2 separate regions of the Sus scrofa genome follow, and region 1 is linked to region 2. Evidence: chromatin contacts called from public Hi-C data. All regions are on one chromosome and are shown on one strand. Each heading gives the region's core, a stretch centred on a gene start, on an enhancer-like site or on the middle of the called end of the contact. The rest is flanking DNA. Distances are from core to core; before and after follow the strand shown.

Region 1 (7,068 bases), core at 2,200-4,699, 1.0 Mb before region 2:
TTTACAGTCTCAGCTCCCCTTCCACAGACCCATCGACAAGAGGGTATTACAATTTTTTGCTGACATTGGTGACCTGGCATCGCTGATTTATTCTCTGCTTCGGTTTACAGAGGAATAAACCAGTAATTAATTATATATCAGAACATGAGAATCGACCTTGCAATAATGTACAGGCTAAGAACGCTCTATTTACATATGTAGGTTATTTAAAATATGTCTTGTTAAATAAATATTTAAAATACCTCTTTATTTAGCTTATAAACTGTTTGGACTGAGGCTGCAGTGTGACTCGCAGAATGTTCGAAAGAGTGAGAGAGTTACCATAGATTTTCATCTCTTCCTGACCTGCAATTTTTCCCCTCTCTCTCTGGCAGGCCTCTTTAAGGCAAATAACAACATGAACTTTCTTGCCATCAAAATATGTAATATTGGTAGAAAGATGATCTTTGGAAAACTGTAAAACTCACCTTTATCTTGAGGGCAGGTACTAAGAACAAGGGATGTAGGCATAAATTAACCACAGTCGTCAAGACCACCTCTTAGAGAGCAGTGAAGTAGACAGGAAGTATGGGAAATGAATGATTTCACAGCAAAATGTTCTCCCTGCTCTGAGGTTGTTTGTCCAGTCCAGAGTTATTTTTAAAGGAGAAGAAAATGAAATACAGAACTTAGAGTTATCCACGTCGCTTGAGTCAGCACAAACTCATGATTTCAAAACAACCGTAATGAGAACACGCATGGTAAGGACGACGGTGTTGGGGGAGACAAACGCTGTACTTTGCAAGAGAAATAAGCTCAGCGTCAGTCCAAGACCAAGCTAGGCATTCAGTTTATTTTAGGTGCTCGAAAGTTAGTTTTTTCCTGGAGCGAATGTCTCTATACCTGAAACCGCCCAGTTTTCGCCAAAGCATGTTTGTTCCCTGCAATCTGGAATCACAAACTTAATCAGTTGTTGATCCACCAGGGGGAGCAGTTCACCAGCACAAAACAAACCTTCCCCAAAGGAAGTCGGGGAAGGCGCCTCTTCCTCTCAGTTTACACAGCGGACAAGGACCCTGATTTTTATCGGTTCTACTAGATGTGGCGCTCCTCTGCCTAATACTCATTTCATGTGCCTAACCCTATGCTGGTGGGATACATATTGTTCCTTTGTGGACACGTATACCCACAGCAGATTTTAAAGTAGGACTGAGAAATCAGACCTTGTGCTTTGTAGAAATTCCTTGTTTTATTATAGGAAATACAGTCCCTGCTTCTCCAGCAGCTTATATGGACAAAACCAATAGATTTGTCAAACTATTTATTCAATCCTTATTCTCCGATCTTCAGTCTGGTGTGTGTGTGTGTGTGTGTGTGTGTGTGTGTGTGTGTGTGTGTGATTCTCGCAGCTCTTGAAGCCAGGCAACTACCACAGCTTGCTGACAGCACAGCTTCTTTCCTCAGCCCTTTCCCTTTCCTTTGGCCAGGGCCCTGGGGCTGGGCAGGAAGACAGCTGTCAGAGAAAGGTCCGTGTTGATGATAAACTCTTTGTGTGCAAGTTCAGGCTTTGTACCAGCCTGTCCAAACAAAACAGCTGTGGACTTCAATGGACCTGTGTGTGGGTAGAGAACCCCAAGTTTGTTAATGTAGAAAGACAACCAGAAGTGTATACCAGCTCCTAACGTGCTTTTCAAATGGTTTTGAAATCCACAGAAGGAATTCCCCTAGGAAAGCCTAGTTTTAATTTTAATAAGGTCAGTTCCTTATCCTAAACCTCTTTCCTGGTCCTTCAGCATCCTAAATCTTTTTATGGCTCCTTAAATTCCTTGTCCATTTAATATTTTTCCCTGGTAGTTTAAGGGGTAGGCTCTGGGTCTACAGCTTCACCATCACCAGGGAACTTGCTAGAAATGCAGAACCTCAGACCCTATCTTAGACCTGCTGAATCAGAATCTGCCTCTTAACACAACCCCAGGTGATTGGAGAACATGTTGAAGGCTGACACTCTGCTCACAGACAGCCTGGTCTCTGGATGGGCCTCCTTCTGTTAGGACATAGATAAGATACACAGATCTACGCATTCTTCTAAACAGAATGTGTAGATGTCAAGGTCATTACATGATCTTATGATACATGCAACCAACTCTTGAAGCAGCAGTCTTGAGAGTTCAGTCTTTCAAGTTAAAAAAAAGAAAAAAATCTTAGCTTCCAACCTCAGGTCGGGCACTTGCCAGCTCTTCCTATCCTCATTTGTACCTCATAAGTATTAACTCTATTGTGGAGATTAAATGAACACCTGACACTCAAAAGATCCCATTGTTATTCATCTTTCCCTTCAGAATTGAGTTTTCAATCTATGAATATTATTCAGTGATTTGATTAACTTTTTTCCATCCAACTTTTCTATTCTTTTATTTTTCTGCTATTTTTAAAAATGTGTTTTATTACTTCTGAAGAAAACATGGGGAAGGAATAGTGAATCTCAAGTCTGCCTATGTATTTACTAATTAGTTGCTTTGTTGAATGATTTTTGAAGAGGAAAAAGTTGAAAAAGCTGAAATAATCATTTAGGATTTTTGATGAAATTCCAAGACCTATCTTTAACATTGTTATATCTAGGATAATTGAAGGAGGGAGAAATTCATTCTTGAAAACAAAATAGAAAATATCCCCTTTAAATACCTAAAGATGAGGGAGAAACAAGCTGAATTCCAAGAAGCACATCTGTTAATCCTATCATGGGAACACTGTCACAGCTGGATGGAGTGAGTGACAGGTATTTGTGCTGTAGTACTGTGACATATATTTTTCCATATCTTTGAAGATCAGGATTTGAGGAGCCGTACTCTATAATGCTCATTTTCTTTCTGGCCCTTCCTTTATCATATTCTTTGGCAAAAGTGTAAAGTGATATTCTGAATTTGGGCCCAAAGTCACTGGAAGGTAAAAGTCACCTGGTTATCCACTCGCTACATCACCAAATTAGATGTACTCTCTTCTTAAGAGAATCAGTTATGCAGGACATGGGCTTTCTTTTCTGACAAGAGTAGAGGTTTCACATGGTAGGTGAGAGGGAAAGCTGGTCTCAAGCTGATGTCCAAATTTCCCTCAGGCCTGACCAGGACCTCCTCATCTTTCCTGCAACGAGGATCCTCTGAGGCACTGGGGGTGGGCTGCGGGTGGGGAGGGGGTGTGGAGAAGAGGGGCAGGGCGATGCTGAATTTGAACACTTTGGAAGGGGGAGCTTGACTTGCAGCAGGGAAGCTCCTCTCCGGAGAACTTTTGATAGTTTTCCCCAAGATCTTCTTTCCTGCCCTTCCAGATGGTCTTCCTCATACTGTTTCCTCTCCAGGGTCTCCCATTCAGTTTTCAAAGGAAACAGCTACATTCCAAGGAATGAACTGAAGAGAAGCACATCCTTGTTATTCCAGACCAACTTCAAAGTGTCCTATAGATTTAATCAAATGTAAATGCTTGGTTATTTACTCTCCACCCCTAAACTAACTCCTTGTTTTATTCTAAAGGCCAGATAAATTCATCCATATTTTGGGTATACTCCAGGACATCACATCTAATCAATGTGAATTTCCAAATATTCAAGGGAATTTCAAACAGATGAAATGGGATGATCTTCCCCACCACACATATCCTAATTTCTATTATAAATTTCTGTGAGATGTAGCAGTGGCAATGCCCAATTCTTTTAAGAATATCCAATTTAGTAGAACTACATCTTGTCTAGAAATGAAGGAAGAGGCTGGAAAATGGTCCTCATCTTATTTCAAACTTGTGGCCAACACCCAAGGGGGTGAGATCCTCAGGCTTGGTAAGAGAATGGGAGATACCAGGTCTAGCCTGACCTGGTTTGCCTAAACCCACAGTCCAAAAGATGAGCTCTTCTGTTGCAAAGCACTAGCAATGATTTAGGTGTAAGAACTCTGTGAAATGGAAGTTTTTTTTTTGCTCTCAAGAACACAGATCTTTCAGTTCCTCCTGGGCTTCTTAATTTTTACAACCGTCATCAAGGAAGAAAAAGTTCTTTTCTCTCTTGTCAAGCACTAATACACAAGCTGAATAATTAGTCTGAGTTATCGCTGCTCTTGTTTTAAGCCATGTAGCCACATTCACAAATATCAAAGTACTTTGCAAGATGAAAACAACCTCAGACATGTAGGAGTGAAGTACTGCCAACATCTAGGAGAGAAAATAAAATGTCTTTCATTCTTTCATTCCATCTCTGGACCAAATTTTTTGGAGAGAAACTTTTACTGGAATGGGGCGAAAATATGGGAAGTCTGAATATAGCCCATAACTGGCTTTAATTAATGTCCTTTTTGGCCTTCCGAAAAAAAAAATTAAAAAGAGTATCCAAACAGTGAGAGGGCTTGGGACTGAACTCTTCTCTTATCCCTGTAAGTGTTTACAATCTGCAAAGGGAAGGATGAATCAAAAAAAAGAATGATTCTCATGATCAAGCTCAATGTAGAGAAGTAACTTTCTGTGTTTCACTTCTGTTGCATTTTATACCAGATTTATCTGGAAAACATCTGTAATAAAAAGATAAGAGAGGCATTCCCATCTTGGCTCAGCGGAAATGGATCTGACTGGCAACCATGAATACGCAGGTTTAATTCTTGGCCTTGCTCAGTGGGTTAAGGACCTGGCGTTGATATCAGTTGTGGTGTATGTTGCAGATGCATCTTGGATCTGATATTGATGTGGCTGTGGCATAGGCCAGTGGCTACAGCTCCGATTTGACCCCTAGCTTGGGAACCTCCACATGCTGTAGGTATGGCCTTAAAAAAAAAAAAGACAAAAAAAAAAAAGAAAAGACAAGAGAAAGCATTGAGCAAAATGAAAGATCCTCCAGAAGAAATGAAACTTGCACTCTTAGGGATTTATTATCAGAGCGAATTTCTGATACCAGATAAGATTTTTCTATATCAATCTCCCCCTGAAATCTTCCTATAATAATAGACCCACAGGAAGTGTCCCTTGCTGAATCATTATAAACTAGTTGCTTCTAAAATAACCTTAAAATGAGATATCCTAGATACCAGTTAGGCAACTATCAAATTTTAATAAATACTTTAAGGGAAATTACCTAGATCTTCTAAATATCTCACTGTTCAGTTTTTGGTTTTTAATTTTTACATATAAAAATATCATTGAAATGTGCTTTCTCAGGGTTTGTCAATCTTGGCACAATTGATACTTTGGGCCAGATAATTAATTCTTGGTTGTGTGCGAGCGATCTGCCCTGTGCATTGTAAGATGTTTATCAGCATCTCTAAACTCTACCCACTATATACCTGCCTATCAGGAGCATTCTCCCCACCCCCCACCTCGCCCTCCGCTTTGTGACAATCAAAAATATCTGCAGATGTTGCCAAATCAGCCTGGAGCTAAAATCGACCCTGGGTTGAGAACCACTGCATTGAAGCTTTGCTTAACTGATGCCAAAATATTCTGTGGCAAAACGTCAGTCTGTGGAAAATTGTATAACAACTGTGTTTTAATTATTTAATTATTTGGCATGTCTGAGACTAAGTTTTGATCTATCTTAAAAAGGAAATACTTTGTTTTTGATAGTGATCGGTTAGCTCCTTGAAAGCACATCTGATGCAATTTGCTGTCTGATTTCGGACAGCTTGTACAGCTCTGTAACTCGGAGTTGTCTCATTTGTGAAATGATGATACCACTAGTTTTTCTTCCTGAGGAAAAACAATTAATCAAAATAGGAGGCTAAATGTTCTGATTATATGAAGGAGCTGGAGGAAGTAAAATTATACAAAATATCATTCAACATGTATATGAGAGGTTACATAAATATTAGCTAGTGATTATTGACTACTGATCATCACTCTTCTGAAAGGGTTAGAGATTCTGCCCCCATCAAGAATGAACTTGCAAATTGGGACCATAACAGTGTAAAACCCAGCTCAAGAAACACCTTTCATTCAGTGTATACGTACTTTAAAACTTGGTTCCAACAGAAAAATAACCTTAGTAAATAGCTGTTTATACAATTTAATTGGAAAGGAGTTTGGAAAATGAGTTTTCAATAAAAGAACATAGAATTAAAGTGCTTGCAGAGAATTCGTTTTCCTGGGCTCACATGTTTCTGAAAAACAGAAAAATCAGGTAATAAATATAAAAATGGGGTAATACAGAGGCTGGCTTAACGAAAATAACAGGAGCTGATTTGAAGCAGGTCTAAGAACTACTACGTATCCAATTCATTCAACTGGAGGCTAATGCCTGGGCATTAGCTGTGCCCAGAACAGGGTGTGCTGTGATGTTTAATATGTGATACAGCAAGTAGGGCAGGAGTTGGGAACAGGACACCGACCTTAACATCTTCGTGTTTACTGAGCTGTATCACATGTCGCCCACCTCCCTCAAATGGTGTGCGTTGTGTGTCACGGGATACTGTGATGTGTAAAAGAAGGTAACAGAGGCAGATTCAATCACTCCTACCAACAAAGGCTTCTTTCTTGAGCCCTTTGAAAGGGTCTTTGGACACAGTTTCCTTGTGTAACAATCACTAAATCCTATTCTGTTGGAATCTTTATACGTCCTTGCACCTGGCTACCCTTTGAGTAACTTCTTTCCTTTCACTTGTGGTAGGTGACCTATTTTATAGGACGTTCACCAAATGTTGCCCCAGTTACTTCCAAAATTAAGTCCAACAAGAGCAAGGCCATCTTTGGGGAATCAAAGTGTTCATGCCACACAGCAGGAAGCTTTGTGAAGTGGTGTGCCCACTTATGAAAGGAGGGTACCTGTTTTTTTTTTTTTTTCCCTTCACCTTCTCTAGAATGAACCTCTGCTTAAATAAAAGAAATATGTGTGAAATGAAAAGAAAACGGTCTCAACTGGCAAATCTTGATTTCTGGGTAGTTTGACAACATTTTCTGGGCCACTAGCCTAGAATCTAGTGAAGACATCGCATAAAAATGTATCCAGACTTCCTTTCAAAAGAACTGGAACCTACACGTGGTCAGCCATGCTGTGTCCACTGGCCTGTGCGAGGCACGAGGTCATCTGCTACTTCTAATTTCTCCATAAAATCTGACCAGTTTTTA
Region 2 (6,862 bases), core at 830-3,329:
CTTTCACACCATTCAGAAACTCCATTCCTTCTAAGACAAAGACCAGCGCCTTGGGAATTCTCAGGGGAAAAGAGGACTCCAGTCCCACAAGCCTAAGGCACTTTTAAAAAATCCTCGATATTGCACTTAAAACCTGCTCTTGGTTCCGTGTCCCCCGCATGCAGGTTTCACCAAAGGCACCCCCTCCGAAGCGTCAGTCAGTATGACTGACATCCCCCTTCTCTTCCTCTCCCTCGGCCTTCTGGCCTGACCAGACCAGCCTTTTAGGGTTAGTGCAGCCCTCACCTTTGACCCTCAAGATCGAAGTGGCTGCTACACTGCAGAGTGCAGAACTACAACGCAGGCCAAAGTTAAAACAAAACAAAACAGAAAAATATTTCTCTACTCCCAAAGCCAGGGAAATCAATTCTGGTTCAGCTGTCTGAGGCACCTTACCCAATAACACCTGCACCCTTAACTTTCCTTTTTTTTTTTTTTTTTTTTTTCTTCTTTTGCAATGAACTGCCCTAGCCACTCTAAAGGAGGGGACTTGGGTTGTCAGGGCTGCATTGCTGGGTTGTAGTGCCTTGTCCTCCATTAGGAACCTGAACGCCAGGTTATCCGATGGGCACCCTGGCTGGGGAAGGCGGTCATCGATCAGACCCGGCAGGAGAGGGAGGGAGAGGAGAAGAGAGGAGGGCCAGGAAGGGGAGGGGAGAGGCTGGGCTGTGCTCACCTTCACCTGCCCTGAGCCTGGCCCCCCTGTTCAGCCATCCCTCGACCTTCTGCTGGGGTTAAAAGGGGCGGGGGCGAAAGGGAGGGGGCACCCCCAGTTACACAAGTGGCCTCCTTCTATAAGAGAATGAGTTCATCACCTCCCCAGAGGAGCCTCACCATCCATCCACTCAGTGTAACTGATGAGACAAACCGCAAGGAAAAACTTCTGTAGCCCATATTTATGGTATTAATGAATAGTTAAAAAAGATTTACACTTCTTATGATCAATATTCTGAGTTATTTCCCTCAAAGTATATAATTACAGTGTCTTCAGAGTTTTCATCATTGTTTGAGGTGGCAAAACCATTTGTAATTTTCATTAGCCAGTAAACATGTAATTAACATTCAGCACTGTGTTTAACTTAATTCCTGTTTAAGACAAGGACAAGAAGCAGCCGAGGAGCGTTAGTTCCATTTGTCAAGTCTGACATACATCTTACCATAACAGTTTCCTAAAATAAAAGATCCGTGTTTCCCCATTATTCTTCTCTTAAAACAAAACAAAACAAAAAAAATCCATTAGTTAAAACTGTATTAAACTGCGAGGGGCAGAATAGTTTATTCTCAATTTTTGCTAGTTACTGTATTCCTGCTTCCATTCTTCATTTTGGGAGGTGGATGAAGAGAGAGGATAAAGTAAGCATTCATTATCTGAAGACATGGAATGGGGAACCCCTCCCCCCAAAAAGAAATAGGTTTCCTCTTCAGGAAAGTTCTAGAAGAGGGACTGGGAAAGGGGGGGCATGAATCTGTAGGGGAGAGGGAAAAATCATTTGGTGGTGAGGGGGTACCTGAGTTAAAAGTAGAAAATGAGGATTCCAATGGGTTCCTAGGAAAAATGTTGCCCTCCTGTTTCAAGTTCTATCTTTGATCCAGGGTGAGGGGAGCCTGCCTGCCAGTCTGTTAGGCTGCTGTTCCCCCCCCTCCTCTCCCACCTCTGTTTTTTTCCAACTTGCTTTAGGATTAGCCTCCATCCCTCTCGACCCCAAACAGTGGAATTTGGCTGTGCCTTGGGTCGTCTTTGCTCTGCAATATCGCCTATAGTTGTTGGCGGTTTTCTGCTGAGGCTGAGCGGTTTGCTCCAGCCTCCGACTAAACTCATTAAGTTGGGAGATTTTTTTCAATTGGACGGGTGTTTTTAAAGTCTCGTCTTTCCAGCCCCAAACAAGGTGTAACAACGCACTCTTCCTTCTAAGGAATGAGATGAGAGACAAGGATCACTCCAGACATCTCCTACCTACGGTTTGGGGTTTTTTTTCTTAAAGGCGAGGCTTGCATTCCTCAGCAGCTATGTACAAAGCTCCCTGAAACCTCGTCTCTCTAAAGTTACTGTGCTGGGCTTTCCAAGGCTGAGAGCGCCTAATACATGGGGAAGCACTTCCTTGAGGTGGAAGATCTCTCCCTTCACCTTTCCTCTTTTTCCCTGCAGGCTAGTGCCTACTTTTTATCAGTTTGCACAATCGCTTAGATAAACACCGAGGAGGAGATTCTCTTTAATTATCAAAGACACATCTTTTCAGGGGGCCAACAAAGCGTTTATTTCACCCGCCAAACTAAAGGAGAGTTATTCCAGTTTAGAAGGAAGATGCAAGCGGTTTGGGACCTTGAACAAGGCAAATATGGTTTTGGTATGTTTACTTACAGTATTTTTTTTCTCTCTCTCTCTCCTTTCTCACTTTTCTCCTTGTGCTGTGTGGGGTTGGGGATGACTTGGGGTTTTTCAAAAAATCGGATTGCTAACATGTATGAAATGCCTAGCATTGTGGTTTAAGGGGTTCGGGGAAGGGGGGGACAGTCAATTCAATGCATTGCCATATTTTATTACATGTGTGTGGTAGGAGAGTGGTGGAGGGGGGAAGAGGGGAAAAATACAATTGCAAAGCTGCCAAAATATGATTAAACCGAAGCGTAAAGACCGCCGTGCCTCCCATCTCCTCGTCCTGTCTCCTCAAACTCATTTCCTTCGATAGAGCAAACTAAAAAACAGTCCTATAAGCGTGTTTTTCCAAGCAATAGACGACTCGGTTTTCTATCAAAGGAGCTGCTAGGCTCGCACTAAGTGTCAGAATTTACTGTTCGATTTGCCTCTGCGCTGCATTTTGCAACCTTGTGCAACTGACATCCAGCCAGGCAGGGAGAGAGAAAAGCTCTGCCCGGCGCCCTCGGCCGCGGCTCGGGGGAGGCGAGCGCTCGGTTAAGCTAGGAGGAGAATCGCAACGAGAAGGGTACTCACCATCGGGCGGGGTGGTGGAGCTGGCGTGCGGATTTCAGGCAAACGTGTACCTTTTTGCTGTCTATTACAACCGCTTCGGGCTGACTTAAGCAATTCTGTGCTCTGTCCAGAACGTTCAAGGAACGGTTCCTCATTTTTAAAAAGCCAGCGAGAGAGACGACAGAGACAGAGAAAGAAAAAAAGAGAGGAGGGGGTGAGGGGGACGCACATAAACCCAGTTCAGGAAAAAAAAAAAAAAAAAATCATCACCTCTCCGCCAAGTGACTCGGGAAACGCAGAGGTGGCGAGATCCGAGTCCGGTCCAACCAAGCCAGGGCCAATTAATTTTAAATCCTGAAGAATTATTCAGATTAAAATGTACAGAAGTTTCATTCTGCTATGCCTACGTGAGCCCAAAGTCGTTTCCCTTTAAGAGCTCTTTTCTTTTAAAGTTGAATTTTAGGCAGCGAGGACTCTTACACTAGGGGGCAGACAGATACTGTACTTGCTCCAATCTTAAGCAATTTTTTCCCTCCCAGCATATGCTCTGATTTAGCACTGTAAATTTTTCAGAGGACCCAACTCTGACAGCCCCTGGTGATTTTCAAAGTACCACAAGCCAGTGGTTAAAAATTGCATTGACTTGGAAGTTCAGAGAGACACAATGGAAGCCCCTTTCCCTATTCACGGAGCTCCAGTGTGGTGGAAGAGAAAAACACACACGGACTAGATTGAGGGGAAGGAGGGATTCAATGAATCCTGGTGGACAGAACTGGTTTCTACTGAGTTCAGAGTTAAACTCACCATTTTCTGGGGTATGCATTCATATTGTGATTTAATTTGTGGAGAATTACAGCCATCAGGCCACTTTCTGCAAGAAAATCATATTCCTGGGTGGGTTTTTTTTTTCCCCCACAGTAAGGCAAATGTTTTTCCAACTTTCTCCAGCCAAATTAAAGCTTGCCATTCTTCTCATTAAAATAAATTTACATCTGCTATAAAAGACGGGGCTGGATTTTTTCTAAACTATAAGAACATATTGATATTTATCTTTTAGCCTTAGAGCTGTTTTATTCAAGAGAAATGAGCATTTCTTAAGAAGACATTTTCAAATAGTTTACCTTTCTTTTTTCTTCTTGTATACAGTAAAATTAACTACAAATGAGATGGTTATCTTTGTTTTGTTTTTTGGCTTTTTAATTGTTCCGCCATAACTGAATGAGTCCTAAAACACTGAGTAAAACACCTCTGACTTCATGGCAGCCCTGTAGTTTGTGCCTATCAGCTCCAGATCTGTAGGAGATGGTTGGGAAATCCTTCACTTTAAATCTGAGGCCATCAGAGCGTACTTCAAATACCAAAAAAATCTCTAAGTGGACCAAGGAAGCTCTTCCTCCTCCAAATTTCCCAACTCCATGTTTGTAAAAGATGATTTTGCCATGAAAGTGTCTGCACTCAAGCAGCAAGTTTAGGATTTCCCTATAGTCAATTATTCTTATCTTCTATGAAATTGAGATGAGGATACCCATTAGATTTCCTATCTCAACCCCAGCCCTACCACATCTCTCCTGAGTTTGCCCCTCATCTAACATTCGTATCATTAGGCAATTCCTCAAATTATAGAGATTGAAAAGAAAAGGGGGAAAAAAACCCTTCTCTGAAATGATTTCTTTTCCATCTTTCTCTTCCTCTTTAGGAGAAAGTTATATTGTGTCTCTAATCAACCTGAAATTTGCTGCCTGGCAAATTTGCTCTGTGGCAATCTCATTACAATACCAGGTCCATGATAGTTTAGTGTCTATCCATTATAGGTGTTTAAAAAAAAAAACTTTCAAATCATCCCAGCACATGCAGCTTTGGTGAAATAGGTGATTTCAGCGAAGAAAGGGTGAGGGCTAAAAAGGTTTCAAGAATGACGCATAAGGAGGATCTTTCCTTCCCTAAAAACTAGCTCCTATCTGCCTACACTTCTCTTAGCTCCTACCTTATATTCTGCCTATGTGTGTAAAAGGTATTGAATGCAAAGTACAATCTACACATGTCAATTATATGTATGATTTATTTTTAATCCTTCAACTCGTCGATTTTTAAAACTATCAAGGATGCTTTCCTGTGGTAATTAATTTACCCTTTACATGTGTTCATGTTTCCTGAAGTTCAGTGTGTGTTTTGTGTAAAATATATTAATTGTTCATAAACCTGTTGGCTTACCAGTCTATAGTTTTTTTCTTGATGCAAAGAGTGTATGATGGAGTCACAATTTTTGTACTAGAAATGTTGAAAAATCGTAATCCACTAACTGGTCACAGTAGCACAGAAAGGTTACTGCATTGGAATATAGTGTGTTCTGGGGGATGGGGAGAATTCTATAAGTTTGATGTTTAAAACCAAGTGCTCTGGAAGTCAGAGGCACAACCAGCTTGATGATTTTAGCACACTGAACAGAATGGCACAGTCAATGAAGTTGTTCTCATTGCAGTAAATCCCTTGAGGTAGAATATGGCTTGTGCACGGTTCCTGGTTCCTGTGAGCTAAACTTGGTGTTATTCCCAATTTGGGGCAGAATCTCTGGGTGTGTTTTAATGACTGTATGAATGCCTAAAAGGAACTTGAGGAGCAATGAAGTCGTACTCAACTGTTCTATGACCTAGAAGCATAATCGTTGAAGTCTTTGTCTGTGTACATTGACAAATGTGCATCTGATACATGTGCGCTTACATGTGTGTACAGAGGGTATGTACTGGAGATGCTGGGAGGCTGCCTCTGCAGCGGGCTAAAAGGTCTTTACTACTGGTGGTGAGAGAATGCTGGCTTGCAAGTTAGCTAAAGCTAACGAGAGAGGATAAAGTTAAGGCAAACTGATTTTAATTGTGTCACGACAATGAGATGAAGTCTATTTGTGCTTCTCAGCATCCGAGATCCTTTATTTGAGCAATTAAATTGTCAGGCCACTTACCTGTGAAATGTTAACCCTACAAGGAAAAGAGCCACCGAACGGCTCTTTTTCTCTAAAAAAGAAAAATAAATAGCCACCAAACCAAGCAAGTGATCACAGTTGATTAAGGGAAGGATCTACCATCACCCGGATTTGACCAAATCTTTCGTTTGGAAAATGCCTTGTAAGCTGGGTTCGAGGCACCTTCCCATCCCCGCCCACTAACCCTCTGCAAAGAAACCGGGGAACTTTTCTCTTTCTCTGGCACTGTGGGCACAAAGATGCGCCGGGAGTCCCGGGTGGTGCGCGAGCGGTCGATTTCGTGGCATTGCCAAGTTGAGAGACGCGAAGTCCTCAATTCCATCCAAAGCCTCTTGCGGAGCCTTTAAGAGGCGTTTTGTGTGCGCGCCCCGCGCTCCTCTCCCCGCTGGGGCGGAAACCTCGGGTGCCGGGTGCGGAGAGAGCGGTGGCCGTGCGCCCGGGGCCCAGCGTGGGCCCATCCCCCGCTTGGCGGCGGCGGCGGCACGGCTGCCCCTTCGTCGCCCCCCCTTCGCCCCCCTCGCGCTCCGCGCCACGGCCGCGACACCGCTCGCGCTAGGACCAGGCTGAGCCCGCGGCCGCCATGGCGGGGCCGCCGCGCTCCGGCCAATGACGGCGAGGGGGCGGCGCGCGCGCGCCTGGCCAGGCCAACCCCGGCTGCTGCCTTATAAGGCGCGCCGTCGCCATGGCAACGTGCGCTAAGTTGCAGCAGTCGTGTCAAAGTTCACTATATAGAGAGCTCAGTGAGCTGATCGCGGAGAAGCCACTTCTGCCAGCCCCGGCGCCTATAAATCGCATTCCCTCCCGCGCCCCCCTTTTTAGCATATTTGATCACTTTGATTCTCTGTTCTTTTCTCTCCGCGGTGTGTGTGTGCGTGCGCGCGTGTGTGTTTTCTTCTCCTCCTCCTCCTCTCCCCGAG

Evidence for each region. A called contact is a pair of places that touch in the nucleus more often than the background predicts.
Region 1: a contact with region 2 is called in a Hi-C map of omental adipose tissue, with 3 times the contacts expected there. The contact joins the enhancer-like site here to the promoter of NR2F2 in region 2. A contact is called at or near these places in 3 of 5 promoter capture datasets (fetal liver, fetal skeletal muscle and liver), 12 of 47 Hi-C or Micro-C datasets (embryonic fibroblasts, fetal skeletal muscle, liver and 7 more) and 1 of 2 datasets of contacts at active chromatin or transcription factors (skeletal muscle).

Annotation. Positions count from the first base shown.
Region 1 is chr7:84,091,627-84,098,694 of Sscrofa11.1, reverse strand. No RefSeq gene overlaps it. Among named protein-coding and RNA genes, the nearest start is that of MCTP2, 870 kb to the left of the region's middle. Within about 2 kb of position 3,449, at least 5 of the 83 cell types and tissues checked have an H3K27ac peak or open chromatin away from gene starts, as enhancers often do. A contact at or near this core is called in omental adipose tissue, where this site is marked.
Region 2 is chr7:83,085,467-83,092,328 of Sscrofa11.1, reverse strand. NR2F2 (nuclear receptor subfamily 2 group F member 2) reads left to right here and starts at 2,079. Exons shown (of 3, transcript NM_001190253.1): 1 at 2,079-2,384. The coding sequence starts at 2,342. LOC102160410 (atherin-like) reads right to left here. Exons shown (of 4, transcript XM_021099351.1): 1 at 2,990-6,862.